Linked DNA regions of Sus scrofa: regions 1 and 2 are each linked to region 3. A link is a contact called in public Hi-C and HiChIP or PLAC-seq data. All regions are on one chromosome and are shown on one strand. The core of a region is the stretch at or near the end of the contact, and the rest is flanking DNA. Distances in the headings are between cores, read along the strand shown.

Evidence for each region. Hi-C and Micro-C count contacts between places; a contact is called where the count stands out from the background. HiChIP or PLAC-seq counts read pairs in DNA pulled down with a chosen protein or histone mark.
Region 1: a contact with region 3 is called in an H3K27ac HiChIP or PLAC-seq map of alveolar macrophages. The contact joins the promoter of SMC5 here to the promoter of KLF9 in region 3. A contact is called at or near these places in 1 of 5 promoter capture datasets (liver), 4 of 47 Hi-C or Micro-C datasets (embryonic fibroblasts, epiblast stem cells and skeletal muscle) and 2 of 2 datasets of contacts at active chromatin or transcription factors (alveolar macrophages and skeletal muscle).
Region 2: a Hi-C map of liver shows a contact between it and region 3, with 5 times the contacts expected there. The contact joins the enhancer-like site here to the promoter of KLF9 in region 3. A contact is called at or near these places in 1 of 5 promoter capture datasets (liver), 5 of 47 Hi-C or Micro-C datasets (liver and mesenteric adipose tissue) and 2 of 2 datasets of contacts at active chromatin or transcription factors (alveolar macrophages and skeletal muscle).

Annotation. Positions count from the first base shown.
Region 1 is chr1:223,557,955-223,561,980 of Sscrofa11.1, reverse strand. SMC5 (structural maintenance of chromosomes protein 5) reads right to left here and starts at 1,710. Exons shown (of 24, transcript XM_021064744.1): 1 at 1,379-1,710. The coding sequence starts at 1,575.
Region 2 is chr1:223,878,752-223,882,867 of Sscrofa11.1, reverse strand. All of the region lies in intron 23 of TRPM3 (transient receptor potential cation channel subfamily M member 3), which reads left to right. Among named protein-coding and RNA genes, the nearest start is that of KLF9, 130 kb to the right of the region's middle. Within about 2 kb of position 1,402, at least 7 of the 83 cell types and tissues checked have an H3K27ac peak or open chromatin away from gene starts, as enhancers often do. A contact at or near this core is called in liver, where this site is marked.
Region 3 is chr1:223,746,151-223,750,540 of Sscrofa11.1, reverse strand. It overlaps KLF9 (Kruppel like factor 9), which reads left to right and starts at 2,880. Exons shown (of 3, transcript NM_001011504.1): 1 at 2,880-2,903; 2 at 2,906-3,383. The coding sequence starts at 2,880.

The DNA.
Region 1 (4,026 bases), core at 461-2,960, 190 kb after region 3:
TCTGCTCCCACTTTCCAGCGTTAGGGTCAAACTCTGAATCATCTCTGCCCTTGTATTGTAAAAGCCTTGTTGCCTTCACTTTTGCACCTTTTCTAAATGATCCTTCACAATGCTGCTGAAGTAATATGTCACATGTCATGCATGCACTTAACCTGGCAACCTACAGCATAGAACTGGAATTCCTCAGCATAGGAAACACAGACCCCCAAGAGTTGTCTTCAGTATAAACCCTGTTCACATATTCACATCCTGTGCTCTAACCATATTAAAATACTGGAAACTTCTTAATCATAACCATTTCAGGTAATTCCTTCTGTCAGCAATGCTCTTCCTTTTTAAGAATGTCATAATCTCCAGTACAAAGCCCTTCTCACAGTTGTGGACAAAATTAACCATTTTAGCCATTGCTCCCCCCTTGCATCCTGATGCACATATGTTATTAAGGCAAATACTTCGTTTGATTATATTTATCTTTCCTGATTTGGATTCAAACAACAATTCCGCTACTTATTAGCTGTGTAAACGTGGGCAAATTAACCTCTGAGCTTATCAATGGAAATAATATAAAGAGTTGTTACCAGGAAAGAATGAGAGCATTGTGTAAATAAAGCACCTACTTCTATAGCACATGACAGATGTTTGAAAAATAATGTTAGTAATGTTACTGCAATTCTGTTTTCCCTATGTTACTCTGCGCAAGCTTAAAAAAAAATAAATCTTAAATGAACTTTAAGGTGCTAAACAGATACACGGTATTTGTGTTAAAACATATTTAAAAATTCTACAGTGAGTATTATGGTTAGTTGTCTGAAGGGATAAAAAAGGAACCAGAAAGCCAGATTTGAAAGGGTCAAGGGTCTTCTGGGAGCGCAATAACTGAGAGTAAGGCTTAATTTTCAGGTACATTTCAACCTCCATTAGGAAACCTTCACCATCTTTGTCCACCTAGCAACTGCCTACTCTTCACGAATCTGTCACGGCATCACTGCCGTTCTGATTTAACTGTTGCTTCCTCTGAGTTCCCAAGAACCACAGTTTTGCCAATTACAGATTACGTCCTACCTCTACAGGCTGTGACTCCCAGGGGGCAGAGATCGAATCCCTACTACGTCCACTGCCCGCCATATGACGTCTTCAAACAACATTGGCGTTAAGAATTAAAAAAAAACATATCACCCAAGACACACTCCTACCACATCGACACACACGTCAATCTTCATGGCCGACGAATAAAACTCCTGACGGCAATCTCAGCACGAATTTACTGTTAAACCCACAAGCCAGGCACACATCCACCCACCTACCCCTGCACGCATGCAGCCTGCGCCCCCAGCCCGAGGGCCCGCTCGCCTCCCCAGCCCGGCCTCTGGCCACTCACAGGAAGTTCTCCATCGCGATGCGGACGATAGAGCCTTCTACGAAAGGCCCTGAAGACTGCAGCGGCAGTGGAGGCGGCGCCGCCGGCGGGGCCGAACTCTTTTTCTTGCTCGGGACCTCCGACGAGGGATCTCTGGGGAGAGCTCTCTTGGAGGCCAGGGGGATTGGTGTAGACGTTTTCTTGCTCGGTGTCGCCATTCTGGCTTCCTTTCCTTCTTGAGCTGGCTTCCGTTCCCACCGACCTGCAGCCCCTGCGCTCCAGCGCCCGGCTCCCGCGCGACCTGCCCTGGCGCGCGACTCCCCCACCCCCTGCCGGGAGCCCGCCCTCGCGCCTGCGTAGTTGAGATCGCTGGCGTCAGCGGTCACGCACCGCCCAGTGCTGGGCCTGGAAGGCCGAAACCCTTGCGAAAGCGGGGGTGGAGCTGGGGGAAGCTGCTTCCGGTCACTTTTCTCTATGTCTGTATACTTTGAGAAGTTTTGTTTTGGTTTTGTTTTTTAACTCAAAAAAAGACATCAGTTGCATTTAGTATTTTGAAAGCCTTTTCAGTGCTCTGAGGAAACATCCGGGAGAGAAAGGAGGACGGTGTTTGTGATGGCACCTCGTGTGGGCAACGTCAGACCCCATTGGTGATGCTCGGAGTCTGCCCTCGGTTCGGGCCTCTTCGTCTTCTTTCTTTGTTTTCAAGCAGGTTCCCATGTCCAAAAAGAAAGAAAAGAAAGGAAACTCTTCCAAATGGCTCTATGCCTTCCTCTCTCTTAAAGCATGGCGCTATGGTCTCCTGCACTCTCCAACTGGTAGAAAGACTGCACCACACAGATTCTCCTCATTGACTGTCCATCCCCTCGTTAATTCCCTTTTAAGACTCCCTCCCTCGAAGTTTCCGGAAACCCCGGAGCTCCCTGGCATGGTGTAGAGGGTGTTCCACTTAAACTGGCTCACATTTGTCTAATTAACCTCCCTTTTAAGATGAGCTTCCTGCGACCTACTTATGTGTCATTCCTCAACTGATAATGTCTAATCTACCAGAGGCTGGGTTGTGGCCTTGAGGGAGTGAGTGGAGAGATAGAAAAAGAACAAGTTAACCTAATTTCTGGCGGAGATAGATGCTCAGAAGAGAAAAACAGAATGAATGTGATGGAGAGGCAGGGAAGGCCTGTCAGAGGGAGTGATATTTGGGCTAAACCCTGAAGGCGAAGAAAGAGCCAGGTGTGGAAATAAGAAAAGAGCATTCTGGGCAAAGACAAAGGCTGTGGTTGGGGGAGTAAACCATGGAAGGAGTTAACAAAGGGAAGGCTGGCAGTAGAACCCTGATTTCTGACTCCTGGACCAATGCTCCTTTTCCAGGTTTCTGATTCTTTCTCTCACAGGAGTGAAATCCACGCTCTCAAAGTTATAATCAACGAAAAAATGAGTTGGAAAAACATGTAAAATTTTCATGGTTATTAGGAAAAAAATATATATTTATAAAATTTTGACTTTGCTTGCAGCATGAAGTTCCCAGGCCAAGGATGTAACCTGCACTATAGCTGTAACCACGGCAGTGACAATTCTGGATCCTTAAGCTGCTGAGCCACCAAGGAGCTCCACAAAAAAATTTTAAATAGAAATTAAAGAAGAATTTTGAAACTTCTGAACAGGAAATAATAAAGATAGTGTTTAGGAGGGCACTATACCGTTATATGCTACACTGCTAGTAGAAATTGTTTGAAAAGTAACTTGGTACTCTGCTTCAAGAGCCTTTGATGAGTCAATTTCTTTGGAGAAATAGTTGTATTTGGGAAAATCTACCCTAATAGTAAAATAATACAGGCAGCAGTAATAGGAGTTAAGAGTGGGGAACCAATATAACCATCTTTATACCATCAACAGTTCTTCAGTGAATTAATCAAATTATGCTTATAAACTTGAAAGTTGGGAAAGGGCCTCTGAACTTGTGATGACCCCACAAATGTGCACACACTATGCGTTCTTGCCTGAGCACCGCCAGTCATGCTCTACCACCATCTTTTGAAAAGGAAAATGTTACTGGTTTTGCTTCTAACCACAAAAGCAATAAGTGTTAAATGCAGAAATTTGGGGGACACAGAAAAAAACATACACAAACGGAAAACTTATAATTCCTCTACCCAGACTAATCACTGTTAAGATTTTGATGTGTTTTAACATCCTCTTTCCATATGTATATACTATGGTCCTTCTGTGTTAAAAAAAAAAAATACTGCACAAATTATGTATCCTGTTATTTAACCTTTTTCTCAATATATTATGAATATCTTTCCATGCCATTAAGTATTTTTCTGTGACATAGTTTCAACTATATAGTATTCTATCAAACAAATATACTGTAATTGATTTAAATACTTCTCTTTTGTTGGACTCTGTGTGACTGAAGTTAGCATGAACCAGGGATATGCTGGCATGTTACACTAGCTCAGTGCTTCCTACTATTGCTTAACAATTTCATGAACTCATAAAGGTAGACACATCTATCTTGCCACCTCTGGTTTCTTTAATTCTGCTGGTAAAAAATTGTCTTGAAAGGAGTAGTGTCATATAGGCAAAAGGAGAAGGTCTTTGGAAATAGAATATCTATTAATCAGAATCTGATGTTAATGAATGAATGAGTGAGCCACAATGGTTAATTCTAC
Region 2 (4,116 bases), core at 153-2,652, 130 kb before region 3:
CTTCTTGCCTCTTCTACAGATGCTTGCAGGTCCTGAGAGTTTTACATCCAGAACACAAAAGCAGCCAGAGACTCAAAGACTGTTTCTGGGTTCCACCTTGCAACCCCTTCTTCCCCAACACAGAGCCAATACCCGCTTGAAAGACAGGCAGGAAAAATGAGTGAGCAGTTGAAAATGCTATCCCACCACACTGAATTAACAATCTTGTACATACAACAGGATGTCCCCAATAAAAATAAACATTGGCACCAGGCATGCTAGATGTAATCTCTGCATTTCAAACGGAGGATGGTATGTGAAAGAATCATGGTCTGATGTCATAGTACATCATCTAACGGCACTGCTACAGGGATTTCTTAAACTCTTAGAATGGTAGTGGGTGTGGCAAGTTTTTCTAGAATAGCCCTGTCCAGTGGAATCTTCTGAGATGATGGAACTGATCTAGACCTGCACTGTCTTAATACCATATCTTCTAGTCACATGGGGCTAGTGAGCCCTTGAAATGTGTGTGGCCAGTGTGAATGAGAAAGAGAATTTTTAATTTTGTTTCATTTTAACTAATTTTTCATTTAAATAGCTGATCATTGCCAATGGCTACCTCATTGAGCAGCTCCATTCTAGAATATAAGAATCCTTTAGAATACCAACTCTGTGAGAACAGGAAACACATCTTCCTTGTTTCCTGCTGTCGCCTCAGCACTTCAAGTGTGTGTGGCACAAAGTAGGTGCTCAGAAAATATTTGGAGCATGAAAAAAAAACCTTGAAATAAGGAATAGAGAGTAAAGTTGTTATTTGCTTTTACACAATCTGAAAAAAAAAAAGATTTTGATGATACATATAAAGGAATTTGAAATTTTTCAATAGAAAAACGAAAAGGAATTAGGTTTATTATCAAGGAATTTAAAATTTGGATTAAATGTAATGATCATAGATTCATGCCCCCCCACACACACAAGGAAAAATGAACTCAGATGGGATCGTAGAATTGATAACTTCCTGCAATTTAGCTGAATTTGTATTCGAGAAGAGAATTACAGCCTGATTCAAGAAGTATTTATTGAGCAAGTTATTCTAGACTATGTGCAGAGATTGATGGTTGGACAGCTATAAGGAAGATGGGAAGAAAGAGAGGGAGAGACGAGTCAGGAAGGAGGAGGGAAACCAGGGAGGGAAGGCAGGCCCTTGATTGTGGAGGGCAGCTGAGGAAGGAAGAGAGAGCTATTGGAGCCCAGCAGTGGGCCCGGATGAGACCCATGCAGAGAGCCCTGCCAGCTCCGCATTGCTGGAAGTGGTTGCCATGCATCCCGTAACCAGGGGCCTTTGCACAGGCACAGTGTTCTGACCAAATGCAGTGAGGCAGATGGCTGATTTACACTCAGCAGAGCAGAGTACATCCCTTCTGATAACACGGCAAGATTTTAACTGATCTATGTTAACAACAACAAAAATAGACTGATCCACCACCCAGGTTAAATATTAGCAGACAATCCCAGCAAGACTCACATGTTAATTGTTTTTCTCAAATGTGACAGAGTCCACATAAGCCTGCAGCCTCAGTAAGGAGGGGGAAGGAAGATGCTCAAGATCTTCTCAAGATACTGTCCAGTGGAGCGAATAGCTTCCTGCCACTAGATTTCAGATGATGTCTGGCAAGGGATGTTTGGAATTACCTGGCATTCAGCCAAGTATTTGGTATCTATAATATCAGGCCAGAGGTTCAAGATGAGGACATGCTTGGCAGAAGACCCCAATAACTTCAGGTCAGATACAGAATTTGGTGTCTTTGCCGTAGTGACACACTCAGTTCAAGTAAACAACATCCTCTGATGCATTCAAACTAGAGGGGGCTATTTCTTGACCTGGGTTGTCCTTACATGGGTTTTCATTTTACTCTGGATATATATGTTTCATGGGCTCCAATCTGTATATGATCTATCTCACAATGTAATATAAAAAGGGATAAAACAGACATCCTGCCATCACATTTTCCACATTCTAGTTTGAGTGGGTTCATTCATTCAGTGACATTCACTGAGCACTGTGTGTGCTAGACTCTGTGCTAGGTGCTAAAGATTTAAGAGACATGCATTATTGCCTTGGCTTTAACAAAAGTTTAATGGGGATGATTGACAAGTAAACAAGTCATTGCAAGTCAGTAGGATATATATTTCCATAAGGTGCTGTATAAGAACTTAGCTCAAAGGAAAGAACACACTTTTATTTGAGGGTGGGTTGGGTGGGAGGGGGACATGGTGAAGCAGAGAAAAACAAGAGGGCAAAGTACAGTCAGAGAAATTAAGCTGGTTCATAAAGGCTATTAAGAGTTTCCTAGATAGATCATGAAAGGGCTTTCTAGACAGACACCATCATGTACAAAGCTAGACAGCATGACAAGGTGTGCCAGGTATAGGCATATGGAGACAGCAGATAAGTGAGACTCCTTCCCTGGACCAGTCAGTTAGGGGTTTGTCCCCTGCCCTGCAAGATACTCCCAAGCCTCCTTTACCTGCCTTGGGTTTACACATGGCACCATATTCTTTTTGTCTGGTTTCTTATATGTATCCCCTGCTGGACTTGTCCATGTTTTCCACCATATTTGAGTGAATGAATGGAGGAGGGGTTTAAAAGATGGATTATAAAAACTTTGTATGCCAGGCTAGGGAATTTGGATCTTTTCTCATGGGAAATACAGTCTTGACCTTGTGAGGCACTCCTTTCCAAGCTGAGGCTCTGGTTTATAGAATTCACAGGTTGTGTGTGCCAAGTAGGGATATTGTGCCTGGAAAATATGTTCATTTCAGGGAAACTAGATGAGCCATAGAAAAGTCCTTTGTTCTGCAGTGTCTTCTAGAAGAGGAGTAGCAAGTTTCAAAGACTCACAACATCCCCTGGAATAGGTTAAACCTACTGACTCTTCTCCCCTTAGTGTGAAGTATTTGAACCTTTAATGTTAACCCTCAAAATAGCCTAAATCAGCATTCAGGGAAGGAAAGTTAAGATGGGGGCAGGAAAGCAGATGGCTCTGGAGGGTGAGGCAGACTTTGAGCAGCCAGAGGGAATCATGAGGCGACTGTGTACCTGGAGGGCAGGGAAAGTGAGACGGGGTGTGGGAAAAGTTCAGAAAGAGAGGTGGTGGCAAAACAGCTATGCCTACATTGCAGTTTTGCCAAGGGCCTTGGCAGATGCCCGGCTTGCCTCCAAAAACCGTCTTCTATGCTGTCTGCAATAAATCGCTGATGCCTGAATTTAAATATCAGGATTACTTGAAGTTCCAAAAGCCTCAAGCTCCCCCAGTTCAGTCTGTAGGTGCTGGAGTTCCCAACTCCAGCTTCTCCAGTTCATCCAGATTTCTCCTCATCTATACCATGCCTCTCCCTGCTCAGAGGCTCACAGGTACAGAGGAGAGGAGTCACAGCATTCAGGTACCACCTTCTCTCACCTCTTGCTCTAGTTCACCCTTTGTTATCTTCAGGTCCATTGAAAATCTATTTCCCGGGAAGCTCAAAGATTTAAAAAGCCCGAGAACAGCCAACAGAAGCTGGAATACCCTCAAAGAAGTTTTCTTGTGACCACAGGATCTCCCACAGTTAGATCTACCCCACTGGCTCTCAACCAGGGGCAATTTAGCCCCACCCTTCACCCCTGGGGGACATTGAGCACTGCTTAGAAGTGTTTTTGTTTGTCACAACTTGAAAGATGCTACTGGCACCTAGTGGTAGAGGCCAGGGATGCTACGGCACATCCTCTGGTGCCCAGGACAGCCTCCCAAGCCAAAAAAATCACCCAACCCAAAATGTCGGTAGTGCAGAGATCAGGAAAACCTGGTCTGTTGGAATCCCAAATTCACCTTCTTACTGTTGCTTCTCAAAGCAAAATGGTGCAAGATGGTTGCCGTCAACATCTGTAAAGCCCTGAAGGACAGATCTGGAAAAATCCCAAGTCCTCACAAACTGATGCCAGGAACAAAGCGTTCCAGGCCCCCTTCTGCCATCCCCCATGGAGTTTCACAACATCTCTCTCCACTCTGCTCACTCATATGATCTTCAGACCAAAGACCAAGTTAGGACATCATGCAATGATAGTGTCAGCATGGTCAAATGACAAGCCACTTTTAG
Region 3 (4,390 bases), core at 1,631-4,130:
GATAACTCTAGGGTTATCTGAAGCTGCCTAGGACAGTGCCAGTTACAATGCAAGTCTGTGAGACTGTACAGGCCATGATCGTAGGAGGCCTGGAGATACCCTTCTAATTTCTGTGCTGGACCTTAAAGAGGCAAGCAATGTGAAATTTCCAAGTGATCATATATATATCCCTGGATACAGAGTTTGTCCCAGAAAAAAATCATGAAGTAGGGAAACTCCTTTGGGCTTTAGTGAATTCTTTTCTAAAATTAACAGGATTAGAATTCAAGAACTCTAATTCAGCTTCACTTTACATGTAACTACCTTACTACATGTAGGTGATGGTGATGATATTCTTGGTTGACTAGAACTTTCTTTCTTTTCTTTTTTTTTTTCCACTTTTAAGGCCATACCCGCAGCATGTGGAGGTTCCCAGGCTAGGGGTTGCGTCAGAGCCACAGATACCCACTTACGCCACAGCCACAGCAACACAGGATACAAGCCATGTCTGTGACCTACACCACAGCTCACAGCAATGCTCACAGTGAGGCCAGGGATCAACCTGGCAACCTCGTTTCCACTGAGCCACAATGGGACCTCCAGCACTTTCTTTCTAAGCTTCCCTTTCCCATGTAATACCCCTTTCTCTTCCCGAAATATCTTTCTTTCCCACTCCAAAAACAAAGTAGAAATAAACTGCACTTGCCTTCATACTAGGAGGGTAAATTTGAGACCCTTCCTTTAGAGACCAGGAACCTGGTGTCACATTCCTGAAGGCTAATAGCCAGCGGGGTTATAGTTGGACCTCCTGGATCTACATCACATAGAAGCAGGTACCTCCCACACCCACTTAGGAAAGTAAACATATTTTTAATCAATTCTGCTGACGGTACACCTCCTGCAAGAGACATTGGCCTTATGGAAAACAACTCCATCATTCTTCAGAGGGAGAGGCAGACCTAGTTAATCAGACTCCAAGAGCTGTACTAATTGTTGATCAAGTAATGCCACAATATTCAATGTCTAAAGATCTCTGGCTGGTTCCAGTTTTCTAGAATCTGTTTAGCAAAGTTAATATTTCACAAAACCAAAGAATTCAGTTGTAAAGCCCAAAGAGCTAGGAATCAGATTTATGTTTTCAATGGAGTTCTTTATCTACCTGATAATGCAGACAAGTCACTTCCTTACATCTCAGTCTTCACATCTGTTAAGTGAGGGAAAGGAAATGCCCTAACATCCCCCAGGGGTCTGTGGAAAGGAAATGAGCTAAGAATAATGTTGGTTTTTAAATTATACAGATGAGGGATTTTAGTCTCCATTTATTTGAGGGAGGTTACAATAGTTTCAAAGCAAAATGAAGACAGCTTATTTAGAATAAATTGCACGAGGGAAGGAGAGGAATTAAGAGGTATCACAAAAGTAAAGATGGGGTGTTTCAAAGTAAGGATAGCCAGGCAGTATAAAAACTATGCTTTAAAACAGAACTTTTGTCAGCTCTGCATTTATAAGAGGAATTAGTCATAGTTAATGCATTGGACGGAAAAATCTTCCCCAAAGTATTCTGTATCCCAAAACAGAAAAACAAAACAAAACAAAACCAGATTGAGGTTTTCTCATTTGTGTTTATTCTTGAGCAACTTGGCCTGACATATTTAGTTGTTTTTTTTAATTATAAACTCACGATGCACTTATTCATCACCCATGCTTTCCCATACATATCTCAGTTTTACTACTAACAACACAAAGTACAAGGATATGTTCAGTTTCACTACAGCTCTTCGCGTTTACAAGAGTGGAGCGCTTGCCTTCAAAACGCCCTTCTGATTGGCTGAGCCTATGTTAGTGACATCAACCAACTTACTTTTGATTGGAAGGTTGGTTGCTGGGACTGTAGCGTTTGCAGGAAGTCACTTAACTCTTTGAGAGCTGGAAAACAAACTGAAGTTCTCTTTTGTCATTAAGAACAAGCGCAACTGAGTAGGGAAGGTGTGTCCCACAGCTCCGAAAGCTGGATTGTGAGCCAGGAGGTCTGGACCAGCTAAGGGGTTGAGAAGCACTCCAGAAGATGCGCGACTGCTTTTTTGCAACCTCTCGGCTGTTACCCTTTTAAATGTCAGCGTTCGAGGCTGTAGGGGTAGCACGAGGCATCGAAACGGAACAGTCGGATTGGCCGCATGTCTCAGTTCTAGACGCACCTCTCCACCGAAAGGCCGTTCTGACTGGCAGGGGGAGAAAGTAAACAGAGTTGAATCACCCTCCCCACTGGCCAATTGGAGGGGGTTTGGATTGTGACGTGATGGGATTCTGCGAAATTGTTACTGAGCGAGAGAATGCCGGAACGGTGCGGACCGGCAAGAGCAGGGTCTCAGAAGCCGTCAGTGGACTGGGGGAAAAGTGTCTCTTAGACCTGGCGCTAGGTCCGGCCGTTGCCACCCGCATCCAGGTGGTCGGGTGAATGTCCTGGGGCTTTGGCTCGACGGAGAGGCGGCTGAGGGCGTGTACCTCTCTTGCAGTTTCCTCTCTCAGCGCCTCGGGGGCGTTTTTGGTCGAATAAACTTGCGACCGCCACGTGTGGCACCTTTCCAAGGGAGCCGGCTCGGAGCGGCCGGCGCGCCCGTCGGGGGTATAGCGCCCGGCGTGGGGCACCATCGGCGGCGAGAAGCGGCGGCGCAGCGAAGCCCGGGGCCGTGGATGCTGCGTGCGGAGGCGCTGCCGGTTACGTAAAGATGAGGGGCTGAGGTCGCCTCGGCGCTCCTGCGAGTCGGAAGCGCCCCGCGCCCCCGCCCCCTTGGCCACCGCGCAGCGCCGCGCTCATCGTCCGAGGCCAGGGCACAGCGAGCCGAACCTCTGCAGCCACCACCAAGTTTGGCCGCGTCGCTGGGGCTGCTGTCGCCCGCACCATGTCTGCGGCCGCCTACATGGACTTGTGGCTGCCCAGTGTCTGGTTTCCATTTCGAACCGCGCTGCGGTGCCGGAGCATGGGGGCGCTCCGGACGCCGAGCGGCTGCGACTACCTGAGCGTGAGGTGACCAAGGAGCACGGTGACCCGGGGGACACCTGGAAGGATTATTGCACGCTGGTCACCATCGCCAAGAGCTTGTTGGACCTGAACAAGTACCGACCCATCCAGACCCCTTCGGTGTGCAGCGACAGCCTGGAGAGTCCTGATGAGGATATGGGATCCGACAGCGACGTGACCACCGAATCTGGGTCGAGTCCTTCCCACAGCCCGGAGGAGAGACAGGATCCTGGCAGCGCGCCCAGCCCGCTCTCCCTCCTCCACCCTGGAGTGGCTGCGAAGGGGAAACACGCCTCCGAAAAGAGGCACAAGTGCCCCTACAGTGGCTGTGGGAAAGTCTATGGAAAATCCTCCCATCTCAAAGCCCATTACAGAGTGCATACAGGTTAGCGGCGTCTCCTTCTTCCCGCAAGCTCTGGGGTTAGTTAACCTTTGGCCGGGCAGCCTTTCTGGGAGTTAACAACGCACTTGGCCGAAAGGGTGCAAAAATTTTGGATAAGATGCTGTTTAACTCTTAAAAAAATTGAACTGTGTAGAGACAGAAAGCTCACTCTCTTCTTAATCGTCCCCAGCCTCTAGAAGCCATGGAGAGCATTAACCTGGCGGGGCGGAGTGAGTGCTGAGCGCCAGCCCCCGTGCGTGGCCACGCGGGGAGTGGTGCCTCCCCTCCCTGTCCCGCCCCGCCCCCCGCCGGACTCCAGCACCGGCGGCAGTGGGGCCACCCCACCTGGGCAGACGCTGACGGGGGTTGAGGGACACAGTCAAACCACTGTGTTATCTTTTATTTTATTCTCTTGTGGGATTGCAGCGAAGTGGCCAAACCTGGGGAGAAGCGGCGCACTTTACAGGGAACCTTTTAGGAATGACTAAGGGTTCGCTGGTTTAGCTGTATGCTTGCTACTTTTCAGGCCTTGCCAAGGTGCTTTTAAATTTGGCCAAGAATCCCCAGAGAGCTTTAAAATAATACTGCTTCAGGCAGCAGATGAGTTTGATCAAGTGATGGTTTGTTAACTTCACGACTAGTTAGCCTTTTAAATGAGAGATTCAGAGAGGATTTTTCTCCACGTGATTTAGGTCGCACCGGGCGGCCCTTAGCAAGGAGGTGTGGTCCTTGCCGAGGTCAAGGCTGATAATGAAGGTTGGGATGTTCTGGAGGCCCCAAGGAAGGTTATTTCCCAGGGAAAGCGAAGGCAGGGCTGACCAGAGGCATGTGGCTGAGACATCCGCAGTATAAAATGAGCTTTAGAGACTTACAGGGGCCTTGGTCAGCCAATTCTATTGGTTCTGTTTAACATATTCAGAAAAAGTTGGAAAGCATTCACACTTGGCCATGCTGTCTCACCATCTTTAGTAAGGGTCCTTTACAGTGCTGTTCCAGTAAGGAAGCACAGT